Linked DNA regions of Mus musculus: region 2 is linked to region 1. The links are chromatin contacts, called in public HiChIP or PLAC-seq maps. All regions are on one chromosome and are shown on one strand. Each heading gives the region's core, a stretch centred on a gene start, on an enhancer-like site or on the middle of the called end of the contact. The rest is flanking DNA. Distances are from core to core; before and after follow the strand shown. Region 1 holds the start of Pwwp2b (PWWP domain containing 2B). Region 2 holds the start of Urah (urate (5-hydroxyiso-) hydrolase).

Region 1 (4,737 bases), core at 1,841-4,340:
GAAGTGGCAGCATGGGGCTGTGTTTCCAGACCCTGCTCTATGGCTGCTGACAGGCAGCCCTACTCCACCCCCTATCCCCACCCCCACCAAGGTCACACAGAAGACTGCAGTCTTAAGCAGAGTCCCAGAGTCCATCCCCTTAGCCAGTGCTTTTCTGGCAGGTTCTCTTCCTAGACTTGAGATATTGCTTAGTGGGAGAATGCCACAATTATCCTGACTTCTAGGTACAGGATCTCATCAGAGCAGCCCTTGCAGGATGGCCAGAAGGGGGCCAGTCCAGCTTCCCAAAGCTCTATGATCTCTCGGGGTCCAGGATGTTTAGCTACGAAGACTACAAGAGGCCTTGCCATGGATTACATTCAGGGAAGAGTGACTTAGCCACAGCCCCCTGCCCTGGGCTACTTCAGTGGGTACTCTACAGTGCTTAGTGAACCCAGCTCCAGGGCCTAAACAGCACTGGCCTTATTCTGTGTCTCCACCCAAACCAGGCCTTTTGATTCTGTCTCAGAAGTTGTTGAGTGGGCTGCCCAGGCATCAGGGCTTGGTAAGTTCAGAAAGAGAAGAGGCAGGCCCATGTGTGCTGGCCTTCTTGCCTGCATAAGTGAGTATATGCATGCCTGTATATGCCTCTCTCTCTCTCTCTCTCTCTCTCTCTCTCTCTCTCTCTCTCTCTGTGTGTGTGTGTGTGTGTGTGTGTGTGTGTGTGTGTGTTGTCTGGCCAGGCAACCCAGGGGCAGCAGGCCCATGGCTGTGGGTAGCGCCCTTCACAGTCATGGGCTGGGAGGCCTGAGAGTCTCCCCACTGAAGCTATGGAGTGAGTCAGTGAACCTCAGAAGCACGCTGCCCTGACAGGGCCTGCAAGGGAATAAGTCATCTGTAAACTGGAGGCAGGCACAGAGCTAGTGACAAGAGGGAACCAGACAGCTGTGGAAGGCGAATCCTGAAGCCTGGTCCAGGCTCCGAAGGGAAAGCAGCTTGCAGCTGGCCACCTTCCCTGTCCAGGTGGGTGGGGCTGGGACAAGGCCCTGAAATTCGGCTTGTGTTTAAATTGTAAATCCATCTCCTTTCTGGCTGTTAAACTATTCTACCAAACAGAGAACAGGCTTTTTAAAATGGCTTCCAAATACACTAAAAAACACAGCACAAACCTGGCAGGCAGGCATGATAAACAGCACAGGTGGCCTCCGGCTCCTCTCTACTCTCTTATCAACAGCCCAGGAGATTCCCGCCACAAGCTGAACCCTAGGTTCCTGGGCCTCTCGGACTTCCAGACCTCCTAGCCACTGTCCCTTACCACAGCCAAACTACCCTTCTTGCTGACATCTGGGAGTTAATAGAAGCAAGCTCCTTATCCACACAATAAGCTAGCAGTTTTCACGGTGTCCCTCTGTCCATGCCCCACATCGGAAGAGGTCTTCTATATTGCCTCTACAACCAGGAGTCCCTGAACAAGGGCACCTGCTTGCTCAAGTGCCTTTTTCGGACTACCCCACAGTTGCTCAGACTATAGATGTCCCCAGCTTGGAAGCTACTGAACTGGCTGGGGGGAGGGGGATGTCCTGCTGTAGGCTGTACTGAGCAGGCATCCCCAGTACTCAGGCACAGATGCTTAGTATCTGGGTTGAGCGAGTGGGCAGCCTCCCACCAGCCCTCCACCTGGAACTGAGCTGGGAATGGTTCCTGTAGCCAGCGTTTTTTTTTTTTTTTTTCCTCCAAAATCTGCAGCACCCAGCTCTGGAGAGAAGGAGTGAGGAAAACAGACGTTTGTGGGAGGGGGACTGCCCCTCAGCTGGACTCCGCCCAGACTTTCTCATCTGCTCTAGTGTAGCCTTAAGGCAAGGTAAAGTGGCGCCAGGGCGGCCTCGGCTGTCCTTGGCGGCGTCAGTGGTAGCAGCCCTGAAGCAAGTCCCAGCAGGGCAAGAACTCCACTCCCCAGCTGAAAAGGACATGGGCCTGGTAGATCCGTGGTCAGTACCTCTCTGCCCTTTTGGTGCCTCCAATGCAGGGTCATGGCGATGCAAGTCAGCCTTAGGGGCCCGATTCACAGACGCCATTGGTCATTGCAACGTGACAGACCCTTGGAGGCAGTCAGTTATGGATTCCGAATCCGGATTCAGAGTGCAAGTGCTTGCGGAAACCGGAGGAGGTCTAGGGTGGCGGTCAGCCGTCCGCCGGGCGCCGCCACCTCCCACTCATGGCCAGGCTGCCCTCGCGGGCCCGGTTGCACACGCCCGGGGAGCCTGGCTCTTGCTCATGGGAGGTGGCTCTTCATACTGTACACTAAGCGAGGAGTGCTGCAGCGAGTAGTCCCAGGAGACGCAAGAGCTCTGGATAGAATAATCCTGCCAACACTAGTGCTGGCCAGCCCCGCGCCCTGCGAGGTTCTCAAACAGACCGGAGCACTATAGTCTCCTAGGAGGCGCCGAGCACACCTGGGTAGCCCAGTGCCAGGTAGCCCTGTAGTGAGGGTGACACTAGGCCTCTTGTAAGGGCCCCATTGGTGTCCCTCGGCACCCGGAGTCTCCTCTGCCAGGCCTGATTCGCTTCAAATACACGTGTCCACAGACTTTTTCAAGTACCAAGTGGACACAGGAGTCGTGCGTAGAAGACGCTGCCGGGGTCCTCTAGCACAAACTGGTAGACAGGGGACCCCCAGACTACATGGGGGAAGGGCCCCAGGCTGCGCCGGGCTCAGGGAGTGGCCCCGGGACAGGATCAGGAAGGAGGTGGGGCCCGGGGTGGAACCCAGAGAAGCAGAGTGGGGGAAGGGCCTGGACCCGGGGAGTGTCCCCGCTACCCCTCGGTTCCTGGCAAGGCCTCCTAGGGGGCATTCCAAGCCTGCGTGGCGTCAAGATTAACGAACCCTTCTCCCCGCCCGGTGGGGCCCCCGCAATGCGTTGCAAGCCCAGCTTTGAGAGCCGGCTGTGGGCGCACGCTGCGGGCGGACCGCCCCACGCCCTCCGGCTCCTGGGAGCGCAGCCCGCGGCCGCGCGCCCCAGCCTAGCTCCGCGGTGGCGGCCGGCACACAGAGCTTTGTGACGTCAGGCGGCGTCACGCGGGGCTGACCCGGCGGCGGCGGCGGCGGCGGCGGTGGCGGGCGGGGGCGGCCTCCGGAGGCGGCGGGAGCATGGAGCCGCGGGCCGGCTGCCGGTTGCCGGTGCGGGTGGAACAGGTCGTCAACGGCGCGCTGGTGGTCACCGTGAGCTGTGGCGAGCGCAGCTTCGCCGGAATCCTGCTGGATTGCACGAAAAAGTGAGCGGGGCAGGGTCGCGGGCCCGGGACTCCTCGGAATCTCCCGGGACACTCCTCCACCGATTCAAGGTTCCAATGCAGGCTCCGAGAGGAGCAGCAAAGCCCGGCGTCCGCTTTCAGTTTCTGCTGGGCCGGGGTTTCGAGGCGCGCCAGCTGGCCGCCGGTCTGGGTGCGAAAGTGGCTCTCTCCCAAAGTCGCGGTGACTTTCGGGGCAGGAGAGCGTGCGGCCCCGCAGAGGGGCTGCGGTGCCGGCCGGGACGCACGGGAAGCCTTGCCTGAAACTCCGCACATCTGCCATAATTAACGCACTTTTCTTTGTTCAGACGCACTGTTGAATTCGACTGTTTGTAGAATCGTGATTCGTTTAAGGGGGTCAGTTAAGCTATGGCCTCACCTGTCACAAGAGGGGGGAAGCCCAAGGCTTATAGGAGTGGCTGGTGGAGACCAGCTGCGAGACTGCGGGGTGTAGAAACACTGCTGTGGGCGAGGCGCCTTGCGGGGGAGTGGAAGATACAAGTTCCAGGGCCAGTGCCTCTACTGGAGGGGCGCATTGGGCTTGGCTCCTGAGACCACCTGTATACCCTTTGCAGGGGCTTCTGCAGCGCAGAACAGCCACCTGAACCCAGAATCACATGGCACTGCGCTGTCACTGCCTGATAAATGATTAGGCATTAATCAGGCTGTGACTCTTCTGCTCCAGCCAGGCTTCATTCTGGAATTAGGAACAGAAAAGGGCTCTGCTTTCAAAGACCCAACTTTTTCCCTTCCTAAAGCCCGGATTTCCCTGGGTTCCCACCACAGAGCAGAGCCCTTCCTCCTTCGACAGTTACCCTGCTGACATTATGTCTTCATTAGATGTGCCAGAAGCCATTTATGCACAAGTCATGTGACTTAACATATGGCCTCCCGTGTGACTGGTGCCCCTCTCTTGTTGGTTAGTACAGGGAGTGCCTATAATGGGGTGACATTCAGGGGCTGCAGAATAGCCACCTGAAAGCTTCCAAGGCAAGCCATCCCCCACCCTGCTGATGGCTGCCCTCTCCTCCCTAGGCAGGTCTGGCTGCACCCCTGCTCAACCTGTGCAGCCTGCTCTGGCCTCTCCCTAGAGAGTCTGCAGCAGAGGACCCGCATTTCCCCAGTTCTCAGGCTCCAGTGCTCAAGATAAGATTGGCTGAGAGTAGTCCTATCTTGTGGCTGTGTCTACAGAGATAGGGGGGATCTCTACCCTGAGGTCAATGGCTAACCTGGCTTGCAGATGCATACACCCTTCATGAATAGAAGCTAGCTGCTGGCTGGCATCCTGAACATGGGAAGCAGCAGCTATAGGATGCATGTGTGTCCGTGCCTCACAGTCTACCAGAACCAGAACCCCTTGGAGACATGAGCTTAGTCGCTGATCACAGCTCTTCTCTGCAGTGGCTTTGCTTGCTTCTGTGCCCATGCAGAGACTCTGAAATGGCCCTTCCTTGCCCCTCCAGCCCTCCA
Region 2 (4,836 bases), core at 1,504-4,003, 1.6 Mb after region 1:
CAACTTTACACTCTGCCTCAGTTTACCCTGTTATGTCTAAGGTGATTGGTCCTTCTAGGGAATATTCTAAGGATGGCCTCTCAGCTTCTTCTCTAGGCAGCATGGGTCGGGAAGATGGATGAGAGCTCTGGGGAGTCAGTTCTTTTCTGCCACCTTGCAGGATTCTGGGCTCAAACTCCAGTCATCAGGCCTGCCAGCAACAACCTCTGCCTGCTGAGTTATCTCAGAAGCCCACCTTTGTTTTTTATAGATCACATAATACCTTGATAATGTGTTAGAGAGAGAATATATATGTGTGTGTATATATATATATATCCCTAACACAAAGGAGTTAGAGTAAAGTCACAGGTTCAGACAGCCTTGCCCTCCCACCCAACTGCACCAAAAACAAAGAATAGGCAGAGGGTCTTGAAGAATCCGAGAGCTTTGCTTGGAATCCCAACCACACTTACTGGCAGTACCCATGAGAAAACTGAGGCAAGGTCACATGACCCATCAGCAGTCAAGACGGGAATCTTTCCTGCCCTCTTCAGTGTGGCCTTATCAAATGTTAGCAGGGAGGCTAACCTGGGCCGACTAATGCCTTGATTTTTTTCAAAACTTAATTCCACACATTGTATGGCGGGGGGGGGGGGTGCCACTGCTCTTGTAAGGAAGTCAAATGACAACTTTGTGGAGACAGTTCTCAACTTCTACTGTTACAATGCCTGGGTTCCAGGATTTGAACTCTCCTCCTCAGTGCTCCCCCTACCCATTAATTAATTTATTTATTTATTTATTTATTTATTTATTTTACATCCCAATCACAGCTTCTGCTCCCTCCTCTCCTCTCAGTGTCTCCTCCCCTTCTCCTCAGTGAAGGGGAGGCCTCCTGTGGATAGCAACGCCACCTTGGCGTATCAAGTTAGTAGGAGTAGGCACATCTTCTCCTATTGAGACTGGACAAGGTATACCAGTTAGAGGAAAGAGTTCCAAAGGAAGGCGGCAGAGTCAGAGACAGCCCCTACTCCAGCTGTTGAGAGACCAACATGCACAGGAAGCCCCACATGAGCTGCATGTGTGTAGGAGGCCTAGGTCCTTCCCATGCTTGCTCTTTGGGTGGCAGTCCAGTCCCTGTGAGCCCCTATGGCCCGGGTTAGTTGATTCTGTAGGTTTTCTTGTGGTGTCCTTGACTTCTCTGGCTCCTTCAGTCCCTCCTCCCCTTTTTCCACAAGATTCCCCAAGCTGCGCCTAATGTTTGCCTGTGGGTCTCTGCATGTTTGCATCTGCTGCTGGGTGAAGTCTCTCAGAGGACTGTTATGCTAGCTTGGTTCCTGTCTACAAGTACAGCAGAATATCACTAACAGTGTCAGGGATGGGATGGGTCTCACGGTGGGCGATTCATTGGTTGGCCATTCCCTCAATTTCTACTCCATCTTTATCCCTGCACATCTTGTAGGCAGGACAAATTTTGGGTTGAAAGTTTTGTGGGTGGGTTGGTGTCTCCATCCCTCCATTGGAAGTCTTGCCTGGTTATGGGAAGTGGCCATCTCAGGTTTGACATGCCCTGTTGCTAGTAGTCCTAGCTAGGGTCACCCTCATAGATTCCTGGGAGTTTCCCTTGTCCCTATTTGAACGTGTCTGGGAAAGCTGCCTTCTGCCAAATGAGCCCTGGAAACCTACTCAGTTTTGGGACCTGAGAGGTGCTGACTTACAGGAAAAGAGTAGAACCTGGGGGAGCATGCTGTTGGGAGAGGTGGCTCATCCTGGAGCTGCCCACCACCACCACCACCTTCTGCTCTTTCTCCCAGTTCTCTCTCCCTCAGCCCTCCTCACACTTCATCCCTCCTGTTCCCCTCCCCCTCCTCATCCCACCCAGTTCCCTCACCCTATCCACCTCCCATGTCTATTATATTCCCCTTTCTGAGTGAGATTCGTCCATCCTCCCTTGGGCCCTCCTTGTTGCCCAGTTTCTTTAGGTCTGTGGATTATAGTGTGGTTATCCTATACTTTATGGCTAATATCCACTTGTAAGTGAGTACATACCATGTGTGTCTTTCTGGGTCTGGGTTATCTCACTCAGGATGATATTTTCTAGTTCCATCCATTTGCCTACAAATTTCATGATGTCATTGTTTTTAATAGCTGGGTAGTATTCCATTGTATAAATGTACCACATTTTCTTTATCCATTCTTCTGTTGAGGGACTTCTAGGCTGTTTCCAGAAATGTTCTATGGCCTTAGTCACCAAGGAAATGCAAATCAAAATGACTCTGAGCATCCTCAGTGTTTTAACCACTGAATTATTTCCCCCTCCCTGACCCAGCCATTTAATCACTTTCCACCAGTCTTTGCAGTAGGCCCCACTGCCCCACCCCCTCCCCTCAGAACTGCCCCTCCCCTCAGTATCCCTCCTTCCCCAGACTTGCCCTTCCACTCCTCCCCACAGCATGCTCCCAACCTTGTCCATTCTTTTCCTTTAAATCAACACCCCTGAGGCCCAAAAACCAAGCAGGCTGCCAGGGCTCATCTGGCAAAAGGAAAGGTGTCTTTCCCAGAAGTGTTCAGATAGGTGGCTCCAGGAGTTGGGGCGGGGCCTTGGGTGGAGCAGGTCCAGGCTGACTAGAGAGCTTGTTGAGGCTGGCAGGGCGACTGCCTGTGGAAGTTGCACAGACCAGAGCTTCAGGGCAGGGCATGAGTTCCAGGACCGCCCCGCGGCTGATGACGCTCCAGAGACACTTAGGCTGGCCGCAGGTAAGGAGCTGTCTTGTGCCATACTTAAGGAGACAGAGACGGAAGAGTGTGTGGGAGCTTGGGAGCAAGGGTGTTGCTAGGAGTCAGAGGCACGGGAGAGCTGGGTTCTGGGACACTAAAGCCACCGATCAGCTGAAACTGAAGGTCTCATACAAGGGAGAGGGGTGGTGCCCAGGCAGGGGCAAAGGAGGGCACAGGTCAGCTTTGTTTAGCACTTGGCACCCCATCCTGCCGCTCAGCAGTTCAGCCTGCCTCGGGGCAGTGCGGCCCTTTGTTTGCTCTCCTCAGAACTAGATCGAAGACGCACTTGGGCCTCTACGGACTGGCTGATCACTCTCACTCTCTCTGCACAGGCTGGCAACATGGCTACCGAGAGCAGTCCCCTGACTACTCACGTTCTAGACACTGCCTCAGGGCTCCCTGCCCAAGGCCTCTGCCTCCGGCTGTCCCGCCTGGAGGCCCCCTGCCAGCAGTGGATGGAGCTGAGGACAAGGTAGGAGACAGTTTCTGGGCTGGGATCCATAAGTGCCAGCACCCAGCAGTACAGTGGCCTTCCCACCTGGGGAAGGAAGACCTTAGGCCATGGTACTGAGGTGGAGCAGTAAGGCCAGGATAACACTGAGCAGAGCTGAGTCTTTGTGGCCGCTGGGGGCTGGAAGGCAGGACGGATCATTGCCCTGTTGATCCCTGAACTTTGTTTTCCTCATCTGAGATAACAGGAATGGTGACAAAACAGCTTTTTCACCAGATGTGCATACCTGGGACAATGTCATGGAAGGTCTGAGACAGCTTTGTTGGGTCCTTCTTGCCTGTCAGACTCAGCCTAATGGGCCTGCTGGGAGGGGAACCACTTGCCTGTCAGACTCAACCCAAAAACATGCTTCGAGGAGGGGAGCCAACTAGAGTAGCCTGGTCAAAAATAAAGACATCAATCGCTTTGTGCCTGACTGACAGCCGAGCACTTATTTCTCCTCTCTATTCTTAATAGCTGTGAACTTGTAATTAATCTCCTTTATAGAGAGAGGCTGAGATAATAGGACTGAGGTAAAACCCAAGACTCCACTCCAGTCCAGTACTGGGCCTTTCAACCTCAGTGAGCCAGGCTCTGGCATGCCCCTGGTACATGCTTTGTTGGGGGCCTCTTTCAGGTTTAGCCAGCCAACGCTGGTGGGTCTGTGGCCTTGAAAGCAGGTTCTATTTAAGGGAGCCAGGCTCACACATCTCCTTCTGACCAGCCTGTGAGAACAGCGTGTGGCTTGCCCCCTTCTAGCTCAGTCCTTCACCAACCTGGAGAGGTTTTATCTTTTGCTTCTCTGCTTTATGATTTTCTAAATATGCAGCATGGTGATATCCTTAGGAACTGTCCCCCTGCCCCATCTGTGCTCCTTCTGTGAGACTGTGGGAGTCATCTGTAGATGCTGGCATGCGGATCAGAAAAGCTAGGGAGGGAGGTTTCTCAGCTCTTCTCTCCACTTCATCTCTTCACAGCTACACAAACCTGGACGGTCGCTGTCCTGGGCTCCTGACACCAAGCCAGATAAAGCCAGGCACCTATAAGCTGTTCTTCGACACAGAGCGCTACTGGAAAGAGCGGGGTCAAGAGAGCTTTTACCCCTATGTAGAGGTGAGTGTCAGGGTGGGTGAAGCACATGGACCCTGATTCACTTTGACCACAGCCAGATCCTGCAGCCAGGCCTCCTCCAGACCAGGGACAGACTGGCCCCACCTCTCCCAGGGTGGTAGCAAGTGAGTAAACTCAACCTGTTTGGTCCTCTCAGAAGGTGTTCAGGAACCTGAGGCACTATGATACCTCACGATGACACACTGAGCTGCCCCTGGATCAGGTGGGTGGGAGGGAGAGGCTAGGCTGAGGGTGTCTCATCTTCCTTTGTAGACAGATTCTTATCGGAGCCCAGATCCAGGAACACTGGGTGTGTTAGTAACTTCTGCAGCCCTGATGCAGCTTAAGGGAGAATTATTTATTTGGTTTCATTATCTCAGTCCATGATTGCTTGGCTCCACACACTCACTACGGCAGTGGGGACATATAAAAGAGGAGCGCTGTCACCTCATGGGGGACAAGCAGAAGAAATGAACACAAGG

The links. HiChIP or PLAC-seq counts read pairs in DNA pulled down with a chosen protein or histone mark.
Region 2: a FOXA1 HiChIP or PLAC-seq map of pancreatic cancer cells shows a contact between it and region 1. The contact joins the promoter of Urah here to the promoter of Pwwp2b in region 1. A contact is called at or near these places in 2 of 39 promoter capture datasets (hippocampal neurons and stem cell-derived epiblast-like cells) and 1 of 115 datasets of contacts at active chromatin or transcription factors (pancreatic cancer cells).

The regions. Positions count from the first base shown.
Region 1 is chr7:139,245,392-139,250,128 of GRCm38.p6, forward strand. Pwwp2b (PWWP domain containing 2B) reads left to right here and starts at 3,091. Exons shown (of 3, transcript NM_001098636.1): 1 at 3,091-3,252. The coding sequence starts at 3,128.
Region 2 is chr7:140,832,526-140,837,361 of GRCm38.p6, forward strand. It overlaps Urah (urate (5-hydroxyiso-) hydrolase), which reads left to right and starts at 2,754. Exons shown (of 3, transcript NM_029821.3): 1 at 2,754-3,226; 2 at 4,222-4,357. The coding sequence starts at 3,096. C330022C24Rik (RIKEN cDNA C330022C24 gene) reads right to left here. Exons shown (of 4, transcript NR_045717.1): 4 at 4,696-4,836.